Linked DNA regions of Mus musculus: regions 1, 2, 3, 4, 5 and 7 are each linked to region 6. The links are chromatin contacts, called in public Hi-C, HiCAR-type and promoter capture Hi-C maps. All regions are on one chromosome and are shown on one strand. Each heading gives the region's core, a stretch centred on a gene start, on an enhancer-like site or on the middle of the called end of the contact. The rest is flanking DNA. Distances are from core to core; before and after follow the strand shown.

Region 1 (2,700 bases), core at 193-2,692, 2.3 Mb after region 6:
TTTCAGCTTACAACTCTTAGGTCAGTCACTCTCCATCACTGGGAAGCCAGGCTAGGAACCTGAAACCATGAACTAAGGCAGAAGTCATGGGACAGTACAACTTACTGGCTTGCTTGCTCCCTATGGCTTGTTCGGCCTGCTTTCTCTTGCTCCCTAGTTCAGGAGTGGCACTGCCCAGAATGGACTGGGCCCTCCCACATCAATCACTCAGGTCTCTATTATCAACAGCTTTTTAAAGCTTGAAGATACCCACACTAATGGTTCTGATCCTGTGGGTCTCAACCCTTTGGGGGCGGGAGTCACCTATCAGATATTCTGCATATCAGATATTTACACTGCAGTTCATAACAATGACAAACTTACAGTTATGAGGTAGCAACAAAGTAATTTTGTGCTTGGAGGTCACCCTAACATGAAGAGATGTATTAAGGCTTGCATCACTTCAAAAGTTAAGGGCCACTACCCTAGAGGAAGAGCCACCTGTTGTGTAGCAGTTTCCTCTACGGTTAAAACCTTCCATCTTGGAGGCAGGCGGATTTCTGAGTTCGAGGCCAGCCTGGTCTACAAAGTGAGTTCCAGGACAGCCAGGGCTGTACAGAAAAACCCTGTCTCGAAAAACCAAAAACAAAAAAACAAAAAAACAAAACAAAACAAAACAAAAAAAAAACAAAAACCTTCCATCTTGGAAGGAAATATCTTCAGACATAGGATATGAAAGGGAGGTGAAACAACAGGATATTTTAGGAAATGATGCTTACATAGAGGGGAAACAATGGGCTGTTCTAAGAAGAGGTGAAGTTCTCCATCTGCAGGGCAGCTCCTTCAAACAGGAAGGAAACAACTCTAAATGGCTTTAGGAAGTCCCTTTAACTGACCCCATTCAGTACTCCTCTCCTTCCCCAAAAGTATAGAAACAGCAGAGACTACTGGGAGTCTCTCTTCAAGCTAAGCTACAAAGAAGATCGTCAGAAAAGCTGCTTCGAAGAGACTCAGCCCCAGCAGCCTGGAAGAAAGAGACCCTTCAGGCATCCTGGAAGGAGCAGAGAGAGCAGCCAAATTGCCTAAACAAAGAAAAACCAGACAAACTGGAAGAGTCGCATACTAACTGGGGCACTATGACAGAACCCGATCCATCATGTTGAGGTAACACAGCTGTTTGAGTCATTTCTGTTCCTGTAACTAATCCCTCGCCCATATCCCTGTAAATAATCTCAGTAAAACTCATTGGCTCACCAAGTTTGACTTTGGTGTTATCCGTGCTTTGATCTGTCATTAGTTTCCTATCTAGGGTGAGTTGACATTTGTTCTCATCTCTTCAGGAGTGATATCACAAAAATAATGACCATCTTCTTAAATCAAATGGCCTTATTTGCAAGTGTTCTGTAAAAGGGCAATGTTCTGGGCCTCATTTTTTGCCAAGAAAGGAGGAACCTCTCTTCTTCCAGGAAGAATGCTACTTCTGTATAAACCACTCTGGAGCCGTCAGTCTGAGATGCAGCCAAAAAACCTTTGAGCCTGAGCAAATGAACTTTGCTGACATTCCAACTCTAGGGGGCGGTACCCAGCCTGGGATGCTGACTGCCAGGGCTGGCTCGCTCCTATTTGCGGTAGTCTTCGGGCCCTGCCATCTTGGTTTTTTTTTTTTTTTTTTTTTTTTTTAGGCTATTTTGTATTCAAGAAACTGAACTCCTTTATCAAGGGCACCACCAAAAAGCCATTCCAACAGCAAGCATAGTTCACATTTTCTGATGCCTAAGACTGCTCCAAAAGCCCCTGCTTACTGAGGCCCTTGTCTAGGAACAAGTTACAAGAGCAACAGCTATGCCTCTATTGCTTTTTGTTTGTTTGGTTTTTGTTTTGCCTAGCTAGTGCAAACAAGTCAGAAATGTTAACTAGAACCGTGTCATTTTGGAAAGCTGTACCATTTGGATTAAACAGTAACAATTTATGCAGTAAAATAATTTGTCTAGATTCTTGCACTCTCTGACCCCTAACCCTAGAAATAGCTAGCAACCAGAGACGTACCAGTCACCCAGTTTTTAAGACACCTCCCTCACAATGGCTGACCACAAGTTGAACATGGAAGCATTTCAGTCTCCTTTTAACCCTGCCACTAGCCCACCCTTGTAGTGGGTCCCTGGCTATGGGTCTTGCTTTATATTTATAGCCCCTCTACAGGCCTGTTCTTGAATAACACCTGTGCTATTCTTGAGTCCCTGATTCCCTTTATTGCTCCTTCTTGCCAGCTCTAAGATCACTCAATATCTATCAAAACCATGCAAGGTTAAGTATTGCCTTCAATTTTTAGAGAAGAAAACAGAAAAATTAAGTGACTTTCTCGAGATAACTTGGCTGTAAATGGTAGCTCTAGCCAGTATTTTAATCCAAGGATGTAGCCCAGAAGAGCCAGGACTTAGTGCCTTCCCCCAAATGAATACTGTGTGATTCCCTGGCCCAGCAGTGACTGCATATGTTAAGCAGATGTAATGTATTTAATCTGGGAGGGAAAAAGAACGCTTTTGGCAGATTTTCTCCTAAACACTCCCCAGTAAACTGGCAGGAAGGAGACACGTGGGAAGCGGCAGTGCCAGACTGCCAGCTTATCCTCCGGCCAAAAGGAAGTAACAGGAAAGGAGAATAACAGAGAAAAATCTGGAAACACAGACGAGTCACCTGCATGCTCACACAGCGGCCTGTGTG
Region 2 (2,833 bases), core at 113-2,612, 2.5 Mb after region 6:
AGTCAGTCCAGGTACGAGGGACTCCTGTGAGGTCAGGCGTATGGTGTCCTTCATGGGCCTCATTTTAGGAAAGGGTTCTTCCGTATTCCAGAAGAAAACAAAATTCTAATGTGAGCGTTGTTCTAGGACAGTATGCCAGGGCAAGCACTTCATGTCTACCTCTATCAACATAGAAACGAAGCTTTAACTTCTAATCAACCAATTAGGCTGGAAGATGGAATTTCACAAACGGGCTGCAGTGGACACAGAAATGTCAGAAACGCTGTATGTCGTGAGTGAATGTCATCTATACTGTTGCCTTAGAAATTCACAGGCGCTGTTCCCCTTCTGGCCAATTTACAACAGAAAAGCTTCCCGGTGTGGGAGCCACAATAAAAATCATCTGCTCTTACAGTTAATTTAATACTAGTGAAATGCAAACTAGAACTGGAAACAGAAGGAAAGGGCAGCTTCTAAATTAAATTTCTTTTAAGGTCACCAAGATGGTAGTAAATTACCATGTAAGACACAATCCATTGAAAAACTCATCTGACTGACGGGTCCTTTAAAAAAAATCGCATACGTATAGTCACTTTCTTAAAGTTGAATGAAACCACTGTCTGAATACAAATTAACGACTGCTAAGTTGCCACAAGGTCCTCAATGCACATACTACTTTGTTTTAAGTCAAAATAAAAAGGATCTAAGAAATCACTTCTTCCAATGTATGTCCCAAGGCTGATGTTTAAACACGTCTCCTTGGCAACCAGGAAGCATAGTGCATACCGGGTTGGGGGAGGGGGTTGCAACTCTAGGTTGGTAGAATAAGTAACCAGAGTAGTAATTGCTCCCGCTAGACGTTGCCAGCAGAGGCTGCATCTTCTGAAACCGCAACTCCAGGTCTCGCCGGGTCTGGCTCATCCGCAGCCTCCCACCCTCTCCCATGGGTCTGCTGACACTAATTCCGAACCTGTCACAAGGAGAGAGACTGGCTTACCCGATGGAGGGGAGCAGTCTGCTGGGCTTGATACCCCAGGGGCTCCAGCGGGCACCAGGCTCTCTGCCAGGCAAGACAGCTCTGCTTTCCTCTCGACCCTGGGGAAACTGCAGCAGCTCCGTCTGCCCTGCCCGGGCTGCAGCAGTGATGATCGCGCGCTCTGGCGTGTGTGTGGATGCGAGTCGGTGTGCGCGCTACCCCGCGCGCTCCCGAACTCCAGGGGCTTCGGAGAGGGACCGGGATGTGTCGGCAGGAAGAGAAAGCCAGCCAGCCCCGCAGGTGGCGCGTGCGACCCGGCCCGCTCTACCCTCCCAGCAGCCGGTCTCCAGCCTCCCCTCACAGCCGCTCCGCCCTCCTGCCGGTGCGCGCTCCCGCCCCGCCGCGTTCGCCCGTGACACGCGCGCTCCCCGGAAGTCCCCCTCTCCGCGCTCCCGCACCCGAGCCGCTTGTCGCGGGTCACGCGCACAGCCTGCTACTCCCGCAGGCCTCTGCTGCTACTATGGCCCTGACACTAAATCCTGGTCCCAGGCCTCCTAGGGCTGGAAGTGTCTAAGCCTGCAGGTGCCACCTTCCCCATGGAGCGCGCTCCCCTGTCCCTGACTTGGCTGACTTATTCAGAGGCACTAGCCCAGAATAGCCTGCTGTGGCCTTCTGAGAATTCTTGTTAATAATGTACCTTTGAGGATAAGTGTGGAGCAACTTTTTAAGAAACCATAGCCTGCATAGGTAGACTTGTCCTGAACCAGAGCGAAGAGGGAGTATTTGACTATCACTAGACAGCACTAAAACGCTGACACCATTGTTGAATTACCAGGCTTGGCATAGCTGAGGGGCAGTGTGTAAACACGCTGAGAAACTCCCTTTTATGGAAAATGAATAATTTTAATAAGTAATACTGCACCTCTGAATTGGAAACCTTGGTCGAATGTGAAGTCAAGAGTGGTAGACTTGAAGTTGGAGAGAAATACTTAGTAGACACGAGTGAATTAAAATACTGCAAGACTTAAAATATATCCAGGAATTCTACAAAACGGAAAGGTTTGTGTTCTTCCATACACTGGAGCTAGCAGAGAGGCCTAGATCCGTTTTGATTTCTTAATTTTTCTCAAACCAATGGTTCAGCAATCATTTTCCACTTTTAGACCCACAAGAGTTTGAGATGTGTTTGGTCTTCTGAGATCTGCCTGTCTCCGCTCTTTAATGCCACGATTTCCATATTGGACTAACGGATGCTGACCTAACACTCCTGGACACCAGAGTATATGCAGAGAAAAGTATTACACCTGACTGCAAAGAAGGTTAGTGCTAGACTCTAGAATATTTCTTAAGCAACTGCTTCTTCATTTTATGCTGGAAGATCAAATGTGAAAGCATTATGACCCTCAAAATATTAACAATGGTGTCAAGACATAAGACGCTGCATCTTCAGCTTTAGCATGCTTACTGATGGTGTCAGTTTGTAAGGTCTTGTTTATGAAGCCATTTCCAGGAAAGCTAAAGTTCCTAGTATTTGGGCTCTTACAATCTTTCCTCTGCTTCTGCGCGCGTGGCCCCTGAGCTGCAGAGGAGCTGTGCTGTGCTATGTCCATTGAAGCTGAGGTCTCTTGATCTGTTAATCTATGCTCAGTTGTGTTTTCCTGTGATGGTCTCCATTTGCTGTAAAAAGATGCTTCTATGTTAAGGGGTGAGAGCTACACTTATTTGTAGGCATAAGGATAGTTTTAAACGTAGTTAAGAAATTATGCTGGCTTGACAAAGGGGTAGTAATAGATTATCTTCTAAGACCTGTGACCTCACTAGCTTGGGTAGGTTTCTGGCACAAACCTGCTTTGCCCCCTGGTGAAAGCGCCTTAAGTC
Region 3 (2,700 bases), core at 150-2,649, 2.9 Mb after region 6:
GTTATCAGTAGAGAAGGGTTACAGCTCAGGGGTAGTATTTGCCTAGTTTGTGCTCTGGATCTGATACCCAACACAAAGAGGAAAGAAGGAGCCATTGAGGAGAATGCCCTATAACCTCCACGTAAGTACTTATTTTTAATTTAATGTATTTTCTTCAAACATCCGGTAAAGACAAAAGCATGACACTGAGGAATTACTTACCACCTCGGACATGTAGCTCGTCTCTCATTTCTTTACTGATTTGGGCTGGAGTGATATATTCCTTGCCGTCAAGTGTATGGACTACTTCCAGCTGTTTCTGAGAGATCAATTTATTCACAATCTCAATGCAGTTCCGCTCTGACAACCTGTGCGAAGCCAGGAGTTTAAGAGTGTACTTGCTATGCCGCCCCCCCCCCCCCCAGGTATTTGAAAGCAAAATTTTGAGTAACTTCTACATTACAAAATCTGTCCTTTATTAGTATGATGATATTGGTTGAGTAATTTAAAAAGAAAACTTGAGAGTAGGTTTATATTCCCTTGAATTATTTATTTAATTCACACACGTCACTGTATTATGATTCTACAGATGTTCTCTCCTAGTCCTGCCTTCAAGTATCAAATTTTCCAGCTGAAAACAAACAAACTTTTCTTTAAAATCACAGTATGTTGGCCTTACTGGTACAGTTGGTGTACAGACAGGTCATGTGGCTTAGCAGAACTATAGGTACTATAATGTTAGCTACTCACAGCCATCTTGCACTAAATTTTTTCCCCGGGTTTTGTTGTTTGTTTGTTGTGAGAGTGTATGTATGTCTGTAGCTCTCAATGTTATAGAACAGCATCAACGGACTACTGTGTTTAGGTCCAAGAGAAATAAAATACTACAAGAACTCGTTGACAGGGAGACAAAGTCTATTCGCCTTATATATGCGATGTGTAATCACGGGCGCAGAGTCGGGGTAATTCGGCCACTCCCCCATTTCTGGAGTGTAGAAAAGTTGGTGTCCCGGAGTCCCTAAAATATGACAGATGGCATGTGGGCCTGGCTTAGATCTGTGGCTGCACGTAAAAAGGATTTGGAGGAGGGACAGACTACTTGCTGCGCGCTGCACTGGGGACTTTGCAAGCTCGCCCTAGGCCGGGCAGCGAGCGCCTCTACCGACAGCCGCCGCAGCAGACCGGCTCCGGGGTCCCACCGCGTTCCGGCAGGCAGTGCGGGAGCGGGGCAGCGTCCCGGGCCTAAGCCGGCTCCACACCGCAGGGAACCAGCACCTTTGCGTGGACTCTGCAAACTGCGCCCGCTGGAAGTCAGCCGCCAGCCGCCGGATCTCCTCCCAGGCGTCCGCCATCACTGCTCCGCTCGCCCCGACACAGGGAAACGGCAGACACGTCAGCCTTCAGCCTGCCGCAGGCACCCCGGGACGGACCGCGCAGAGGGCCAAGAGACCTGCGTCAAGGAAATTCGCGAACAGAAACGCGACTGCCGAGCTCTCCGCCCTCAGCTGGGCGTGGCCTGCGGGAAGCGGCTTCCTAAACTCCTACAAAGCCAAGCTGATGCTGACTCAGTAATCCTTTTTGCAAGGTTCCTGTTTCTGTCCAGCAACCATCAAATGATCTTCCGCCCTTGCTGAGCGGACGAGACATACTTCTTTTGTGGGACTCTTACAAACCGTGACTAATCCACTTTGAACAGTGAATGGGGCTTTTACTTGAGCCAAGAATGAAGTCAGTTTTAGAGAAACTTGTTCCACACTACTGCATCAGTTTGAATTTTGTTCTTCCAAAATGAATCTATTTGGGTATAGCAAACGCCATGGACTTCAGTTCATGTGTTCTAAAGCTTATTATTATTATTATTATTATTATTATTATTATTATTATTATTATTTACTCGGACAAAGGAATAATCGTTGCTGGGAGTGAAACTAGGGAAGGCAATGGCATTGTACTTCTTAGACAAGATAACTGCTGCCATTGTTTATTCACACATACCATTTTCCAATCTTAATCAATGGGGAAATCAGAAGGCTGATTGTACTTAGTAAAGAATATTTTGCTTCTTTCCTATGTAAATATATTAGTCCATATAACACGTCCAGTAGATAAATCCATTTGGCTTCTGAAGTGCCTAGCTTTGATTAAATTTAGAGAACTCCATGATAAAGCTTGGCATTCCATCTTATCCTTTGAAGCAGACTCTCTCAGAAAGGTAGGCCAGCCTCCCATCAAGTAGGTTTACTGGCCAGCCAGCCCCTGAGTTTCCTCCTGGCTTCATCTCCCAGTCAGGTTGATGATCATACCCAGGTTTCAAGATGAGCTTGGGCTCTGAATTCAAGTCTGTATGCTTGCACAGAGAGCACTTTAACCTTCAAGCATCTTCCCACCCATCATTTTAAGTGCTTTGGAGGGAGGGAGGGAGGGAGGGAGGGAGGGAGGGAGGGAGGTAGTAATTTTTGACCAATATATGATATTACAGAGGAACTTTAAACAGAGCAAACACTACGCAGCTGTTTTTTAAAGGGTAGGAGATTCTTTTAAAGAACGAACTTGTATAGATTTGGAGAGCTGACATTCCATTCTTTATAAAATTTTATGATAGCTGTCTGTAGTTGTACAAATACCTTGTTAATGTTGACATGCAGACAGTCTGTGGATAGTTGATGTCTTTAGCTACAGTGTGTACAGGATTTATTACACATTCTTGGAATCATTTAGAAA
Region 4 (2,700 bases), core at 102-2,601, 2.5 Mb after region 6:
TGTAGAAATTCACAGATCTTTAATTTTGTACTATCTGCTGTCCTGGACTCACTCGAAACTCTTGTGTAAGGTTACTTTCATGTAGCCCTAAGTTTGGTGGAATCACATGAAAATTTAAAATACTTTAGCAGGCAGTGAGTGGAATTGCTACTATAATTCTTAAAGCACAGAACAGACTTAATGAGGCCAAGGAACATTTCTTGATGTCCAGAGAAATTGGTTTTAAAAAAAAGGCACCCAGTTATGAACTTGTTTAAAAAGCTCTCAGATGGAAATCTTGGAGCAGACTGCCACCTTCAGGATAACTAACAAATTAACTCACTGAACACGGTTTTAGCTTCTACATAACCCATCTCCAGAGACAGGTTTCATAAGCAACAGTGAGAACTTTACCCCTCTAGTGTTTTCTCTATTATGAAACAGTTTAATTAGTAATAGTCCTTAAAAAAATGAAAACCCCTCCCCCTAATTTTTTTCTTTAAGTTGGTTAGACACAACTAATCTATTCACCTAACCAACCAGGCTAAAATCTTTAATAGATTTCACAACCACAGTCTGGGAAAAATATTAATTCGAAAACTTATTTTCTTGCTGGTGGGCTTTAAAAACTATGGGCCAATCACATTGAATACTTTCGGAAACGTAAAAGAAGGAAGAGACAAAGGGTGGGTGGAAGAGAAGGGGAAAGGAAGATAGAATGTGTACCGTAGATTTTTTTTTTCTTTTTCCAAATACAGCGTTAAGTTACACCAGGGTTTGCCAAGATTACAGAGACTCGAGAGGCAGTAGAGCTGAGAAATGGGGCTGAGAAGAGCACGGTGATTCAGCGCTAATGGAGGAGTATGTCAAGTTAGTACTACTTATGAGAGAAGGGGAAGGAAAGCCTAAAACTCATAGCACTAGGGACAAAGTGGCAGGAAAATGGTATGTCAAGATAGTGAAAGAGTTAAAACAAACAAACAAAACCAACACAAAATTGGCTCAGAAAGCTCCAGGCAAGGGACAGGAAAATAAGGGCTGTTAGAATGGAATTGCGGCTGAGAACAAATATTCTCAATTTCTCAAAAGCATGGGCAGGTAAATTCAGAACCTTGACCCTGCGCTCTGCCCTCTGAAGAGGTTGGAAGATCTCCGCTCCACACTGGCTACTCGGGATTTTGCAACCGTGGGATCACAGCAGCTCATCCTTAAAGACTCCGGAGTCGCCGGCCGGCGTCCCTGACAACGCCCAGATGTCTGCGCATGCGCCTGTGCGGAAGGGTGGGCGGGGCGGAGTCCAGGGTGCGTCCTCCCGGCCACCAGGGGGCGACGAGCGCGTCCTCGGCGTTTTACCGGTGCCTGGCCCCTGGTGTGCGCATGCTCCGTGCGTACAGAGGTCACCGGTGCCGGTGGCTTCTACACGTGCGTAGTGAACTAAGGGCATCATGATTTAGAGATGGGGGCTCGCGTGACCCGCGCCTTAAGGAACTTCAACGTGGAGAAGCGAGCGGAGCGAGAGATCAGCAAGAGGAAGCCCTCCATGGCACCCAAGCACCCTTCTACCCGCGACCTCCTGCAGGAGCACCGGAGTCGTGAGTGCAGTCCCTCCCAGGCCTCCGGTGACATTGAGGTCGTCCCCGCGCGGGCCCCGGGTGGTGGCGGCTGGAAGGAATCCCGGAGCCCAAGGCAGCCCGCGCTCTCTCCCGGCGTCTGCGCAGGCTGCACGCAGACTCTCGTCCAAGTGTTTGCCCCAAGATGTCCAGATGATTTTTTTTTTTAATATTGTACATGTTTACGAGTTTAGAGATTTTTTTCCTTAAAAAAAAAAAAAAAAGATACTATGGCTTATTTTCTTTCCTTAGAGTATCCAGAAATCGAAGAAGTTGTTTCTAAAAAAGATAACAAGCTGCTGTCATTGCTAAGAGATGTATATGTCGATTCCAAAGATCCGGTGCCTGCCTTGCCGGTAATGTATACGTTAATTAAGTTGGCAGTTTATTTTGGAGGTCTGAGAAAGTGATCAAGAAAAAGAGGGCAACGAGTGAAAGTGCAAAGTGTGTGTGTGTGTGTGTGTGTGTGTGTGTGTGTGTGTGTAGAGGGGAGCAGTCAGTGTAGAGCACAGACAGCTAGACACAGGCAGGCCTGGACCCCCTTCGATACTTAGGGTATACTTAGGGTATACTTAGGGTATACTTAGGGTATACCGAAAGACCTGTGAAGGGATTGATTGGATGGACCTGTGTGAATTGTTTATTGCAGAAGTTGTAGGGTTGGGTTACGGCATTTTTTAGTGGTTTTCTGAGTGACCAGTATGACTTTGAGAGCTATTTCATATTCTGTAAATTAAGATGCTCTTAATGACAACCTCAGTGTTTGGGGGTTTGGAGTGGGGGCACGTTCATAGTTTTGAGGATGTGTCCCAACAGGATATGTAATATTATATGTAAGTTAATATAGCATGCTGGAATGATGGGTATGTCTCCTGTGTCAGGTGTAAGTGTTGTGTGTAGTGATTAAAACAGTAATTACTCTCTGAGGCCCATGGTACGTTGCGGACCACAGACCATTCCGTGGATGAGCAGCTGTACAACTATAATGTAATTACGGGCTGGGGAAGATGAAAGGCTGCTTCTGAGGAAGTGACATTTAACCCTGGGCCTGGAGTGCAAATTGAAGTTGCAGCCTGGAAGGCAAAGAATTAGATTAAATGAAGAGGAAGTA
Region 5 (2,717 bases), core at 132-2,631, 2.8 Mb before region 6:
GTGCATTTTTCAACTCATCAGCCAAAAGGGGCCGCCTTTTAAAAAATATTCTCAAAACAGAGGGGGCAGGGTGAGGGGGAGTGTTGAAAAGCAGATAGATTCTGAGAATCCACTGTTGTCACTACAACTACCATCATCATTTATCTTATCGTTATTTATGTATCAGACACTTCGATGAGTGATCTACAAACATTTTATTTAGCCCTCACCACTCTGACACATCAGTGCTATATCCATTTTACAAATGTAGAAACACACCATAAAGGGTTGGGCATCCCACCCAAAGGTTAGACAGATAACAAAACCTCAGAACATACTTGAAACTAGACAGATAGTCACTGCCTTTCTTGTGAAATAAGATTCACTTACTTTTGTAAATCGTAAAGTATTAAAAAAAAAGTACAGACCACAATCGAAACCTAATGCTACCACTTTCAGAGGTGCCAAGTTTCATAAATTAATTCCAGTTTCCTGAGGAGTGAAAAAGATAATAGTCGCATTTATGCTTGTTGTGAGCTAACTATATATAAAAATGGTCTTAACACAGAGGTTGTGGGTCACTGCAAACCACTGGTTATTTTAATCCTACTTCACCCTCTGATTATTGGCGGCCACAAACACAACAGAAAGAAACAAAAGCTGATCGCAGTCAAGTGCATTAGCGCCAACACTAACGGTCACTATGCTCTCAAGTTTCTGACTGCAAAACAAGTAAGTGGCACTGCCCTTCCTTCGCGTCGCGTGTGCAGTGAGCCCAAAGCCCTGGACACAGGTGCAGGAGCTTGCTAGGACTTCACCCAGGCCCAGCTTTGCACCGAATTCAGTAGCACCTTTTCCCTCAGCACGCAGCCTTTCCTCCACCGTTCCCCCACACGACCGGTTCGTCTGGTTCACCAATCTTTCCCCGCTGAGCGGGACCGAGATTTCGGGGCTGTAACCCTTCGCCCCACCCTGCCCTTCCACTCGAGGCCCGCGGATCCCCGGCAGGGTTCTTCAGGTGCGCGAGCCGCAGGCCCAGGAGGCGCTCGCGGCCCCCAGGCTGACCCCCAGCCCCGGACTTCCACGGGCCGCGGACCCAGCACGCGACACTCGGGAGTCCCCAGAGTGGGCACCGGAAACCCACGGAGCACTTCCAGCGCCCGGGGCCCGGAGGGACGGGCCATGGAAGCCTGAGGGCCCTAAGTCTTCCCGCCCGGGACCGGCCCGCTTCCCGGGAGGCTGCAGGCTTGGGCTGGGACACACGGCTCCGGAGCTGGGAAAAGTCACGCACTCACGTGCTATATCGCCGCAGAAGTCGAGTGAGGGTGGAGAGCCAGCGAGGAGCACCGCAAGGCGGCAGGACCGCAGGGGCTTTACTGGAACCTGAGGGCTGGACCGCGGAGGGGCGGGGCTCGTGGGCGGAGTCCCGGAGCGGAGGGGCGAGGGCGGAGCTTGTGGGCGGGACCAAGGTGAAGTTTTGCTTTTGATAGGGAGCTTGCTGCCCAACCCATTTCAACCCATTTTCACTCCCAGTTTTCTTTGCTGCGCCTCAACCCGCTGACCTTTTAAAGAATTCTTACAAAACCCGTAATTGACTTTAGGCAGTAAAATATCTGATCTGGTCTGGGGGGGAGGGGGGGGGGGCTCGGAAGTGAAGAGCACTTGTTGCTCTTGCAGAGTTCCCGGTTTGTAGCTCACAAACATCTAGCACATTCCAGAGGATCTGGCATTCTCTTCTGATCTCCCCAAGGCAGCAGGCAGGTGTGTGTGTATGTGTGTGTGTGTGTGTGTGTGTGTGTGTGTGTGTGTGTGTACAAACATGCAAGCAAAACATTCATACATGCAAAGCAAAACAAATAAACCTTAAAAAAATAAAGAAAGAAAACAGATCTGGACAAGGAAATAGTGTGAAATGCCAGCTCTTAAGCATCCTTCTGTAGAGCGTACACCTTCCCAGAGTAATTTTACATGCTTATTTTATTTAATATATATTTATTTTATTTGGTCGTCACAAAAGCTTTGTTATGTGTTTAGCGCCACGTGCCTTTTCATAAGAATGGTGCAAGAAAATACTGTGAAATGTGGTAGGTAAACAGTTGTTCAATTTGCCTAAAGTCATCAGATTATGCTAATCTCAAAATGCCTATGGTGATGGGTACTCAAAGTCACATCCTTCTATTGAATGAAAATTTAAAATATCTGCTGGAAAAAAATGGGATAAAAATCAACAAAGACAAACGAACAGTATTACAAAAGTTACTTCACTTACATTGGTGAGGGGAAAAAGGCGGGGGGGGGGGGGGACACTCAATAGAAAGGACTAAAGAATGGAATGTGATATGTAAGCTTCCAGAGGAGAAAGGTCATCTCAGTCTTACCCAGCAGTGAACCCTAGAGCGCCAGTGATGAGCAGCCTGGAAAGACATGCCCTTTGTGCAATAGTGGCAGGAATATCATGGAAATAACTCACCACTTTCTGATTGGATTTAAGTTCCACTCCACTCCACAAAATGAAATCCATACCTGGCACTATTATCGAGGCAAAAACAACAGCTAGGCAGGTCACAGACCCAGGGGAGAATCTACTATAAATATTCTGCTCAATGGACAGAGTATCAAGTCAGCTCCTAATGGCTTTTCGTTAAACTCATAGATTAATGCACCTCTCCGCTCTCATCAGAGCAGCTTCTGTTTGCAGCCGTGGTGAACAGAGTCCCGCAAATGTCCAAGGCACAGAG
Region 6 (2,700 bases), core at 61-2,560:
GCTCCACCACACCCAGTTCTAACCCTCTCCTTTTAGAACCTAGCTCACCAGATAGTGTCACAGTTAAGAATGGAAGATGGAAATTGAGTTTGAAGTTTTTGATTAAAATTTCACTTTTGTGTAGATTACACAGCATAGCATAATTGTTTCACTTCATGTGGTGGTCTGGATGAGATACTTTTATATGCTGGGGCCTTTCAATATGTGGTTCCTAGTTGGTCTGTTTGGGGAGGTGGAGGAGGTATGGCTTTGCTGATGGAAGTCAGTCATTGGGCCTGGCTTTGACAGATCAAAGACTTACCTGTTTCGAGTTGGTTCTTTGTACTTCGTTGTTTGCAGTTGGAGATGTGAGCTCTTAGTTGTTTGTGCCACCATACCTGGTGCTTGCTGCAGTGCTCCGGGTATGTAAGTGATTCTTAACCATCTGGAATCCCAAGTCTCATTGTTTTGGCTGTGATGTTTTGTTACAGCGATGGAAAAGAAAGTAACATAAAATTAACAAGTATTCTTTCTATTTTGCTTCTTCAAGAGAAAATTGGAAATCATGAGTGGTTCAGCATATTATTGAGTTTCCCATAAATAGGGCTGGAGAGACAGCTCTTTCAGAGACCCTGTTTGGTTCCCAGAATCCACTTCTGACAGCTCACAAATGCCTGTAATTTCAGCTCCAGGATATCTGATCTCTTCTGCCTTCAATGGCACCTGAACACATGTGTGCGCATGAACAGCACACACACACACACACACACACACACACAGATTAATAAAAAATTAAAATAAATCTTAAAGTTTTTTTTTATTAATGGAAACCTTGTGGAAAGACAGATGTAACGACAACTGAAGAAAGGTTCATTTGAAAAGAAATGGAGACTTAAGGGAGACCCGTGACAGCATCTTCATCACAGGTGGTCAGGTGAATATGCGCCTGCAGGGAAGGTTTGTTTCTGAGGGCTGAAGAATTTGTATATTAATTGGTGGATTGTGCCTGCTGAGAACTTTTACTGCTCTAGAAGTTCTCTTTCTAGTGCTCCTGTGCTGAAGTGCTTTTTTGCATAATACTTGGGTTGAGTCACCAAGTCCGAAGAAGCTCCAGCAGAACTACATTACTTCTGGAGGGCTATCTTTGGCAGGATGAGTAGCGTAAAGGTTCTGCAACCCGCTGCCAGTCCCCGAGCAAACAGGCCATTTCTAAAGCACCACTGGCCTGGCTAATCAGCTCAAACAACCAGGGCAATCCGGCAGCAGCCAGCCCGACCCTGGCCCCGCCCTTCGCCAGGCCCCGCCCCGCCTCCGGCCCCGCCCCGCCTCCCGGCCTCGGTCTTCCTTCCGGGTCGCGCTGGGCCGGGCCCGCCGCCGCGGCAGCAGCACGGGATACTGGGAGCCGTCTCCTGCTGCCCACGCTGCGGGCTTGCGGCGAAGCTCTGTTCGCCCAGTTCCGGACCCTGCAGGGTACGGCGCTTTCTTCCTTCCTCCCTCTTCAAGGTCTCGACGTTCCCCCCTCGGCGTGGGCGGGGCCGGGCGCGCGCCACTCTGGGGAGCGCGGGGCGGAGGCTCTGGGCCCACGCGTGCCTATGGTGCTGCGCCGCTGTGCTGGCGGAGACCGGACGTGGGTGCCGCCGCCTCCTGTCGCGGCTCTCTTGGGCCTGGCACGCTCACGGCGAGCTGCGGACGCTGGGCCTGCAGGCTGCGCAGCCCTGACTTCCCTCTCACGCGGGAAGGTTTCTGTCCAGGCAGGCTCGAGCCAGGAGATGCCAGGCTGCAGCCTTCTTTCCATCGTCTGGGGTGGGCCCAGCCACTTGTCAACTATGTTTGGCGATGGGGTTGGTTCTGCATTTCATCGGCTTCCCAAGTGCTCTTAGTCCCAGAGCTGTCAGCAGTCAGTTCTACTTGTAATCCACAAAGGGTCAGGAAGTTAGCTGGCTGTGGCCCACTGGTCTGCTCTGTTGGGAGCCACCTGCTCCCTCTGCTTCCTGCGCACACTCTGAGGAGATCCTAAGGCAGGCACACTGCTTATCTTGCCCACTCTCTCGTCCTACACGATTAATGAGTACAGGGTCCCTCGCACTCCTCTGTCTTGGAGTAAGTCTTGGGTGGAAGTGAAGTCTCATCTAGTGGCGCTAAGAATTAGACAGTCTTGAGTAGTCATTGAATTCCATTATTTCCAGACTTGCGTACCAATTTGAAAAATTCCTGTCCCACGTTTTGGCTCTTTTGAACCCTATTCCGTCTTTGTTTTCAAAGTCAGAGAGGTCAGGGCCTAAGACCTGGTTGTTTGTGGTCCTGTTGCTGCTGTCTTACAGTGTTGTTTACAGCTGATGTTTTGCTTTCAAATATGGTCGTCGAATCTTTACCAAGCCACTGCCCAGTCTTCTCAGCTTGGAAGCGTTACTATTTGCCGTCTTCGCTGTTCTAAGTTTGGAGTCCTCTTGGGTCTTTCATAATATGGATTGTGACTAACCCCCACCCCCCTCCGTGCACGTGCCCCATGGTTTGTTGTCTTACTCAACTTTGGTGTGAGATAAATAATGCTGTGCCTTCTTGGTTATTACTGGCCAATGACTTCATCCCAATTTGTCGAGTTCTGTTCTTTTTCTTCCTGTCAAGTGCTGGTATATGGTGAACACTTGGCGCCCGTGTATTCTTGAGACCTTCTGAACTGCTAGCAGTGACCTACTTCCTGTGGTAATGCCATGCTGCTCT
Region 7 (2,842 bases), core at 339-2,838, 2.6 Mb before region 6:
AGACTGGGCTTTGTAGTGAGATCCTGCCATTTATTCACAGGGACATAAAAGGAGCATCGGTATATAACCCAACACACATACCTCCTCCATAGCCTGCAAAGACAGAAGCTGCTAACCATTTGATCTACATATACCTCCAAATACCTCACTGTCATGCAGTTGATGCTTAATAATTGTGCAAGGATGTAACAGAAATTTCAGCCAACTCAAGAGATTACCATCTCTTTGAAGGCAAGAGACCTGATCAGCCATGCCCTGGGTTTCAAAAGTACAGTGTCTTAAAAGCAGCTCTACATTTTACGTGAAGAATTATTTGGAAATGTTAATAATCTATGTCTCAAAGAGCTAAGTCACATTTCTCAAGCATCTCAATTTCAACAGCTCCAACACTTGGACATTATCTTTGAATTTAAAATGTTAACTAGTTATTTAAAAAATGGTAATTTTCAGTCAGCTTAAGCACATAGTTTTATGGCTCAAGGAAGTTAGATAAATGAAAGAATGTCTTTTTTAAAAGGAGAGTTTTACTAGCAGTTACATACAGACTTGGTGAGACATGTTAAGTGGATTTATACATAAGCAAAAACTCTTACAGAAACCTACAGACAACTGTGAACAGGGTATTTCATCAGGGGTAAAAAAAACACCAAATGGGGAGTGGGAAGGTAACTCTGGCATTTTTTTCCATAACTCTAAGTAGCGGCATTTTAGGGGGAGGAATTCAATTTTATGCACACAAAAAGATGAAACATTAACAGGGAAAACACAGACATTTGTGAAATATTTTATGGTGGACGAGTAAAATATTTCAAAAGCATAATAGATACACCTTCTTTTTGGTAATAATGAAGAGGAATCGCTTAGAGCAAAAGAACTTACAACTCCAAACCGATGAGTAGAAAGCCATACAGCCCTAAGCCACAAACTGATCATTTAAGGACTGTAAAGGCTAAAGGCGACGGGCAAAGTACCAAATCCTAACAATACTACATTTTAAAAGAAGATTTAAAGGAAAAGGACCCAAATCACGAGATGAGGATTAGAAAATTTTGCAAGGTCACTTGAACCTACCAGGTCACCAAAGGTGGAGATTAAGATTGTTGGTGAGAGGAGGTGCGGAGTCAGTGAAAAAAAAAAAAAAGCTGAATGCTAAAAACGTGTCAGAAAAGGACGTTCTGAGGCTGGCGTCCCGGCTCGCGCCGGTGGGATCCGGGTGAAAGTCAGGGCAGCAGTTCTGAGGCGGGGAAGCTGGGACGCCAGCAAGCCGCCGGTCAGGAGGCTGAGCACTGCAGTCACCGAGCCACTTCGCCGGGCTCCGGTGTCACCCGCACAGGCCGGTGCCAGGGCCAGCTCGGGGCAAGCCCGGCGACCCCACCCCGGCGAACTCCGGCCCGGCCGCCCTCCAGAGCCCCGCTGTACTTACCCGCGCAAAGCTGCGGCTCCCGGGGCCCGCAGCCACCGCGGCGGCGCCTCCTCAGCCCTCCGCGCCCAAGATCGCCATCTCGCAGCAGGCGTCGGCCGGGCAGCTCAGGCCGCCCGCAGCCACTCGGATCCCGCACGCCAAGCGCGCCGACACCCGGCCCTCCCCCCACCCACCCCGGCCTACACCTCCCTTCCTCGGGAGCGCGCAGCGTGCTCGCGACTCCGCTGCCGCTGCCGCGCACGGGCGCGCCTCCCCGCCGGGGCCGCTCTGAGCCTCTGGTCCAGACCGGGAATCCAGCTGCCCTCGAGCATGCGCAGCGAGCGCGCGCCCAGCCCGCCTAGGGGCCACTCCGCTCCTCCGGGTCTTCCAGGCGGTCAGGCGGAGAGGCACGCCAACCAATAAGGGAGAGGAGGTGGAGCCAGAGCCGGAAAGGGGGCGGGGCAGCCGCCGGGAAGCCGGTGGTGACTTGTGAACAGCAGCTACCTGGTCTGTTCAGTCAGCTGCAGAGCTTCCTGCATAACCTCAGGGAAGACCCTCCAGGCACGTCCGTGCTTTCGCAGCCAAAGTAGGCTGCGAAGGAAAACCCCTTGACCTCGCTTTAATATTTGATTTAGGGTCCATTAGTAATGGTAGTCACACGAGACCATTGTGTTGGTAATGAAATTGTTCCTTTCTCTTGGCACCACAGTGGCCCAGGGACAAAGCTACTACTGATTGAGCAAGTGCATATATCCCTTTTCGTACAGTTAATGGACACAGTAATTCTGAAAGGTAGCTGTCTCTTGACTCTTTGACACAATGAGTCAACTGGTTTAGAAAAGAGCTGTTGGTAATTTACATTGCGAGAAAGGTCACACTGCAGTGTAATGACCACATTACTCACCATATGGCCCGCCATTCTACTTCAGAGAAAGAACAAAAGTTCTTCCAGAATAAATAGTACATTTAGCCAAACACCTCAGCTAGACCTCACAAATTAATTTAAACCCACCCCAGAGCCGACTAGTTCTCTTGTCAGAAAAGTTCACGAATCCTGGCTTCTTGTTGCCTGTGACACCTTTAACTTCACTACTCCATAGGTAACAAGTTCTCAGCCTAATCACCTTGTAACATTTCTGTTCTAAATATCTTGTTAACATTAAACCACCTTTCTGATTCACTCCGTTGTTGCTGCAACTTTTGAAGAAGAGAAAAAAGTAGTCTACCAAGAAGAACACTAAGGCTCCATGAGTATTTGTAGGACTCAGTAAATACCACTTGAATGAACAAACGTTCATTCTTTTCCACTCTGGTCCATTAGTTACTAGCCCCTAATTTTACATATAAGTTAGGGGCATATGCCTATGGTGCACAAAAATCTCTCAAAAATGTACATGACAATTTTACTTTTCTTCAACCTATTCCTCTTGCTGTGATAAA

What was found. Promoter capture Hi-C pulls out the DNA fragments that hold promoters and counts their contacts. A called contact is a pair of places that touch in the nucleus more often than the background predicts. HiCAR-type assays count read pairs that join an accessible place to other places. Capture Hi-C pulls out chosen DNA fragments and counts their contacts.
Region 1: a contact with region 6 is called in a HiCAR-type map of astrocytes, with 11 times the contacts expected there. The contact joins the enhancer-like site here to the promoter of Fbxl4 in region 6. A contact is called at or near these places in 5 of 39 promoter capture datasets (the C10 cell line, cranial neural crest, liver and 1 more) and 1 of 115 datasets of contacts at active chromatin or transcription factors (astrocytes).
Region 2: a contact with region 6 is called in a HiCAR-type map of astrocytes, with 5 times the contacts expected there. The contact joins the promoter of Klhl32 here to the promoter of Fbxl4 in region 6. A contact is called at or near these places in 2 of 39 promoter capture datasets (cranial neural crest and hippocampal neurons) and 1 of 115 datasets of contacts at active chromatin or transcription factors (astrocytes).
Region 3: a contact with region 6 is called in a HiCAR-type map of astrocytes, with 10 times the contacts expected there. The contact joins the promoter of Ufl1 here to the promoter of Fbxl4 in region 6. A contact is called at or near these places in 3 of 39 promoter capture datasets (hippocampal neurons, liver and pre-B cells), 2 of 484 Hi-C or Micro-C datasets (CD4 T cells and natural killer cells), 1 of 115 datasets of contacts at active chromatin or transcription factors (astrocytes) and 2 of 9 other capture datasets (adipose tissue and liver).
Region 4: a contact with region 6 is called in a promoter capture Hi-C map of adipose tissue, with 10 times the contacts expected there. The contact joins the promoter of Ndufaf4 here to the promoter of Fbxl4 in region 6. A contact is called at or near these places in 7 of 39 promoter capture datasets (the C10 cell line, cranial neural crest, frontonasal cranial neural crest and 3 more), 3 of 484 Hi-C or Micro-C datasets (CD4 T cells, CD8 T cells and Th1 cells), 1 of 115 datasets of contacts at active chromatin or transcription factors (astrocytes) and 2 of 9 other capture datasets (adipose tissue and liver).
Region 5: a promoter capture Hi-C map of pre-B cells shows a contact between it and region 6. The contact joins the promoter of Cpne3 here to the promoter of Fbxl4 in region 6. A contact is called at or near these places in 1 of 39 promoter capture datasets (pre-B cells) and 1 of 484 Hi-C or Micro-C datasets (rod photoreceptor).
Region 7: a contact with region 6 is called in a Hi-C map of rod photoreceptor, with 5 times the contacts expected there. The contact joins the promoter of Wwp1 here to the promoter of Fbxl4 in region 6. A contact is called at or near these places in 1 of 39 promoter capture datasets (pre-B cells), 2 of 484 Hi-C or Micro-C datasets (CD4 T cells and rod photoreceptor) and 1 of 9 other capture datasets (adipose tissue).

What each region holds. Positions count from the first base shown.
Region 1 is chr4:24,619,074-24,621,773 of GRCm38.p6, forward strand. The region is part of intron 10 of Klhl32 (kelch-like 32); the gene reads right to left. Among named protein-coding and RNA genes, the nearest start is that of Gm31436, 48 kb to the right of the region's middle. Within about 2 kb of position 1,443, at least 33 of the 459 cell types and tissues checked have an H3K27ac peak or open chromatin away from gene starts, as enhancers often do. A contact at or near this core is called in astrocytes, where this site is marked.
Region 2 is chr4:24,849,762-24,852,594 of GRCm38.p6, forward strand. It overlaps Klhl32 (kelch-like 32), which reads right to left and starts at 1,363. Exons shown (of 11, transcript NM_001163020.2): 1 at 977-1,363. Gm31379 (a long non-coding RNA gene) reads left to right here and starts at 1,300. Exons shown (of 3, transcript XR_390445.4): 1 at 1,300-2,014; 2 at 2,119-2,274.
Region 3 is chr4:25,280,422-25,283,121 of GRCm38.p6, forward strand. It overlaps Ufl1 (UFM1 specific ligase 1), which reads right to left and starts at 1,400. Exons shown (of 20, transcript NM_001355512.1): 1 at 1,255-1,400; 2 at 202-347. The coding sequence starts at 1,331.
Region 4 is chr4:24,896,732-24,899,431 of GRCm38.p6, forward strand. It overlaps Ndufaf4 (NADH:ubiquinone oxidoreductase complex assembly factor 4), which reads left to right and starts at 1,352. Exons shown (of 3, transcript NM_026742.4): 1 at 1,352-1,571; 2 at 1,842-1,945. The coding sequence starts at 1,436. Gm46848 (a long non-coding RNA gene) reads right to left here and starts at 1,391. Exons shown (of 3, transcript XR_001784261.2): 1 at 1-1,391.
Region 5 is chr4:19,568,727-19,571,443 of GRCm38.p6, forward strand. Cpne3 (copine III) reads right to left here and starts at 1,382. Exons shown (of 16, transcript NM_027769.3): 1 at 1,275-1,382.
Region 6 is chr4:22,356,233-22,358,932 of GRCm38.p6, forward strand. It overlaps Fbxl4 (F-box and leucine-rich repeat protein 4), which reads left to right and starts at 1,311. Exons shown (of 9, transcript NM_172988.4): 1 at 1,311-1,449.
Region 7 is chr4:19,707,416-19,710,257 of GRCm38.p6, forward strand. Wwp1 (WW domain containing E3 ubiquitin protein ligase 1) reads right to left here and starts at 1,589. Exons shown (of 25, transcript NM_177327.5): 1 at 1,424-1,589.